Regions from separate parts of the Zea mays genome. Here region 2 is linked to region 1. Evidence: chromatin contacts called from public Hi-C data. All regions are on one chromosome and are shown on one strand. The core of a region is the stretch at or near the end of the contact, and the rest is flanking DNA. Distances in the headings are between cores, read along the strand shown.

Evidence for each region. A called contact is a pair of places that touch in the nucleus more often than the background predicts.
Region 2: a Hi-C map of tassel shows a contact between it and region 1, with 3 times the contacts expected there. The contact joins the enhancer-like site here to the promoter of LOC100502260 in region 1. A contact is called at or near these places in 3 of 25 Hi-C or Micro-C datasets (ear, leaf and tassel).

What each region holds. Positions count from the first base shown.
Region 1 is chr1:40,739,582-40,742,267 of Zm-B73-REFERENCE-NAM-5.0, forward strand. It overlaps LOC100502260, which reads left to right and starts at 1,320. Exons shown (of 4, transcript NM_001363251.1): 1 at 1,320-1,837. The coding sequence starts at 1,439. LOC100192516 (60S ribosomal protein L3-1) reads right to left here and starts at 138. Exons shown (of 5, transcript NM_001137736.1): 1 at 1-138.
Region 2 is chr1:40,869,491-40,872,176 of Zm-B73-REFERENCE-NAM-5.0, forward strand. No RefSeq gene overlaps it. Among protein-coding and RNA genes, the nearest start is that of LOC109943610, 3.8 kb to the left of the region's middle. Within about 2 kb of position 1,326, at least 14 of the 20 cell types and tissues checked have an H3K27ac peak or open chromatin away from gene starts, as enhancers often do. A contact at or near this core is called in ear, leaf and tassel, where this site is marked.

The DNA.
Region 1 (2,686 bases), core at 70-2,569:
GCCCATCAGATCAGCCACGAGCTCAACATGGGCGGCTCGCCGCTCGGCGAAGAAAAGGCCGCCGCCGGCGAGCAAGGCGAGTCGAGGTGGGAAGAGGAGATGACGCCCGCGGCGGATTCGTTACATTCACCTGTAGAGGGTGGCGGCGCGGCAGTGAGGAGCAAAAATGCGCGTAAACCCTAGCGGATATAAAGGGCTCTCGGGTGCGAGAGTTTCGATCCCGCCGGACCGAAATGCCCCGAACCGAAATGCCCTGTGTGAAATATGGGCTGTTTCTCTGAACTTCTGAACTTCTGAGCTGATATAATGTGGGCTTGGGTCAGTACTCTATTTAAAATATGAGTTGTCCCCTCTTATTTAAAAATATCCTAATATTTCGTTTTAGTACCTCACTGATATAGTTCTAATTTATTATAATATCAAAAACGCAGCATGTGTTTGGACAACAGACATATTGTTACAAAAGAATCTGTTGAACACAGAAAATGCAGCACGGACGGTCTGGTCCCAAAGCCGGATGGTCCGCAATCCGAACGGTCTGCGGTAGTAACGTGGACGGTCCACACGTACGCAGAGTCAGTTAGGATTTCTAATGCTTATCGAATTCAACTCCGAGGGCCTGATGCAATACATAAATTCTAACCTTGACGACCTAGTCTATTATTACCCATCATCTGCAAAAGAAAATGGTTTCTGGTGTGTTTTGAGATGAGCCTATCTTACGTCACTATCTGCTTCTGACATCGACAAATCCTCCAGAAGAAGCCACGTTTAAAATTTTCGCTGACGTAATTGTTGGCTGGTTGCGCTCGCTCGCTTTGCCGGTTGCAACCACCCCTAATCCTTCCCTGTGGGCTGTGGTGTCACTGGTGTGGTGTGGGCAAACCACCGGGCCTACCTTGAGCCGCTCTGATTAGAAAGTGTTTTAAGCCACAAAAATCCATTCGTTTTTTTGGTTTTGTTCGAGTTCCCGTCCATCCAAAAGCAAAAGCCGATAAAAAAGCGAAACACATTCGTCATTTACTGTAACAGAAAACAAATAAACCATTCGCAGGCAACAACTCCCAGCCCGAAAGCTGCTACTGATCTCCTGAACCCAGCTCATGCACCGACGGCGGTCCCGCCGTTGAGGTTCTCACTCCAGGGTCTACCATTTCGGTGCACGAGCCGGAAGCAAGCCGAGCCGGCGCGGCGGAGCCGCGGAGGGAGGCAGCGGCTCGGGGAGAGCGAGAGGATGACGCTGACCGGTGGGACCGATTGGCAGTCCCGCACGGCAGAGCGAAGCTATACTAGCCGAGGCAGGAGCAGGAGCCTCGGCCGCTTCTCTCCCCTGCTCCAAATCCCCTCCCCCCTGCTCGGCCACAAACCCACAATCCCGTGTCTCCGGCCACCGTGCTGCGCAGGCCGAGGCCCGAGCTTGAGCGTTTGGTCTGCTGCCATGGATGACGAATCTAAGTCTGCTCCTAAATCGGATGTGAACACCGACGCTGGCGCGGAAGCCGCGGCGGCCGCCGCTCCGCTGCCGCCCTCGAGCTCAGAAACGGCGGAGACGGAGGCAAGGGTTGAGGCGGCGGATGGGGAGAGCCAGGTGGTTGAGCGGTTGGTCGAGCTTGTGAGCGAGATCGCGGCCATCTCGGACTTCAGGAACTCGTACCGGCGTCAGTTCTGCAACCTGTCGCGGCGGATCCGGCTCCTCGTGCCCATGCTGGAGGAGGCCAAGGAAGCGCCCACGCCACTTACGGTGGCATCGGAGGCCGCGCTACGGCGGCTCAGGGAGGCGCTCCACGCCGCCAGGGATCTGCTCCAGCTCGGCAGCAGCGGCAGCAAGATCTTCCTGGTGAGACTTGCTTATGCTCGGCTGCCTAAATTTTCTTCTGTTTACCGACTTTCGTGACAAATTATGATTTCGCTGTGGAGGTAAGATAATTTTCCTGGCCATTCGGAAGGAATTTATCTGTGTTAACACTACGGAATTAAGCATTCCCGACTGCACACTACGGAATTTAAGTTTTTGCCTGCCCACCCTTTTGGGTTATTATGAAATGTGAACTACTTGATGAAGGTTTCACTAGGTTTGGTCTTTTGGAATATCTTGTTGTCAAATCAATGCCGAGTCAGGGCATTTGACATTGTTTGATGCCGTTGAACAAGTCTGTCAAATATCATAGGTGTTACCTTTTTTTTGTTTACGAATATATTTTAGATTTGGTCAAACCATGTTATGTCACTTGGATCCTATTATAGACCTAATTATGGTGTAACTGGCAGTATCATCATATTCCAAAGTTGTTTAGGGGGTGTTTGGTTTCTAGGGACTAATGTTTAGTCTCTTCATTTTATTCCTTTTTAGTCTATAAATTGCTAAATATAGAAATTAAAATAAAGCTTTAGTTTCTATATTTAGCAATTTTGGAACTAAAATGGAATAAAATATAGGGACTAAACATTAGTCCCTAGAAACCAAACACCCCCTTAGTTTGTGCCTTTTAGGTCTTAATATGCCATATAAAGATAGTACCTAGGAGCTTCGTAGCTGCACATTTCTGTGAAATATGGAGTGAAAACTCACTATGTAATTACTCCATACTATTTTTATTTGCTGCTAGGTTGATTACGTACCTGGTTGAACATTATCACTGCTCAAAAGTTAACTTCCTGTAGGTTTGTGGCATTTGGGCAGTTGCAC
Region 2 (2,686 bases), core at 76-2,575, 130 kb after region 1:
GTCATCCATCCTAATATTTCTCTAGGCCAAGCACCGAAGATTTCTATAGATTTGTTGATATCGAGGAAGTTGGATCGGTGGACATGAATGGTTGTTATGAGTTTATTTATTTTGAAGCTTTTGTTGTAGATCCTAGGTTATATCGTCATATGTGTTGCCTTGATATTGTGAATTTCATCATTTAGGCACTGGAGAGTAGTGGCTTCGGCTTTCTAGATTCTTTGCTTTAACGACTTCTCCTTTGCTCTTCTCTGGATCATCTATATGAGCTTCATCATGTCATTGTTACTTAGTTTGCCACTGCTTGCCTCTACTTCAGTTGTTAGACAAGTGCACCCGATTCTAGTTCTTGTATGCACGAGTACTGAGAGAGGGGGCCTCCGAAGTGAGTGCCATTCAAGAGTTTATTTGCTCGTGTGAAGGATTGTAATCATATTTTTGGGGGGTGTTCATAAGCGACATGACTACTCGCTTCGTCCTCTCTTTCCTAGTGTTGACGCTACGTCCTCTCCTTTTTGGCACGATGAATTAGTGGTGATTGGCACAACTACCTCTCTGCACTGTCGAATAGGACGACTACACCGATTAGGCACTATGTCTATTATTGTTGATACCATCTATATCCAATCAGGTTTTGGATCATAATCATGTTAATTAGTTGCTATTTTCTACGTGCTTAGATCACACTCACACGTGCACATATATATCTAACAGCGTGAGCTATTTTTGATTAAATTGTTGCTGAAATTACCTAGTTTTCTCCGTTATACACACGTTTCTCTCTGTGTGTGTGTCTGTATGGAAAACACCGTGATGTTCCCTGTTGGACGTACGTCTCTCCCAATGGCGTAGGATTTGCCCAAGGTGAAACACAGAAAAACAGCCGAAGAGAATTTAATTCAGGTGGGTCGATCGACCTATATATCTCTCTCTGAGAGACGTCGCCGTTTGTCAACACAGAAAGTTTGATAATGACACGCACATATAACGCCATCGAGCTGTGTGTTGCGTACGCTAGCTTAGCAAGCACGAAACAGGATTAGGCCTCTCCATAATTGATCCTTGTGTAAACTAATTTATGTAGCTACCGGGTGCCGATATTATTGTCACGTCCTTAATCAGAGCCGAAAGCTCTGAGAGTCCTGTCGATCATCACTGAGATCATCTGCATGCATGCCTCTGTAGTTTTTCAGTCCCGTGAAAGCTGGCTGACTAGACACACATACAGTAACACATGGGCATAGTACGTAGGGCATGAGTTGCCCACAGATACGGGAGAGGAGCCGCCGGGGCCCCGGAAGAGCGGGGCTGCAGCATGCCTCGGTACCAATGAAAGGCTCATACTATCTGCTACTGTGCACTAGGCCGGAGATCCATGGAAGGCAGCTATCAGTAGGGCTATGCATGCCATCCACCGATTCCCTATCCCTGGTGATGAATCGTCCCAGCCACAACCCTCAGTCCCTCTTCAAGTCTTGCTTTCGGCATCTACCTTTACTCAGACGACTCATCACCATCGGTCCTTAGCCTTGGACATTCTTGGCTAGCTTTGGACTTGTCTTTTTCCCGGCCCGCTCGCCTTTTGATTGTTAGTGCTTTGCATATGTGTCCCCATGATGTCCTTAATCTTGCTGCTTCTCTCTTTCTCACCACACAGTTGTGAAGGACCAGGTAGGCAGCCAAAGCTACCAAAGACATGTTTACCTGGACCATATGGACACCTTTTCTAGCATTTGATCGCCGTCTCCTCTTATGCATATGGAATGAAGGATGCATGGGCCTCTTGTATTATAGACACACATGCATATGTCAAAACTGAAGTGCATGGCGCGGCCCACGCTTTTAGTATTCCTCAAGGAATGGCTCATGCATAGAGAATTGGGGGAAAAAACTTTTTGGCCGTCCACTTGGATTGATATATGGAAGGTGTAGGCTCAAAACACATCATGCCTTCACTTTTTCAAAAGGCTAAAATAAAAAATAAACCACCGTGCAAAAAGCCTCTCCTATATATATTCTATCGCATATATAAGTAGGTAACCAAATCCATAGAACTTTTTTTGAAGGTCATCCGGGACACACATCTGGATAGCATGATATGGAGAACACCATTCGCTACCATTGAACGATATGATGATGGAGAACACAGTGCCTATTTCAGATTTAGTTTGAAGGGAATTTAATTTTTAGCGAAATTAACATTTGTCTGATATGGCGTGCCAAGATTGAACCATCACTACCTGAATCGGACGCTTTGCCGAGTGCCAGAAGCACTCGGCAAAGCCCAAAAAACTATCGGCAAAAACTTTAACGAGTGTGACACTCGGCAAAAAGAGCTCAGCGAACAGTAAATCGGCAACAGCTTCTTTGCCGAGTATTTGCCGATTGTCACTCGGTACTCGACAAAGAAAAGCCGCCATACATCACGGTGCCTGGTAACGGAGACGTCGCATTTGCCGAGTGTATTTCTGTAACGCCTGTAAATACTTCTTTGCCGAGTGCCCAATAGAAAGCACTCAACAAATAAAGCGCCGAGCACTTGGCAAAGAGCCAAATTCCAGTAGTGCATAACCTGAACCATATTATCGTTTCTCAACATGGAATCTACACACACACAAAAATCTTGACGGAGAATAACCTGGACAAGCATACGGCTGACCGAATGATTAACATGAAATACCCACAC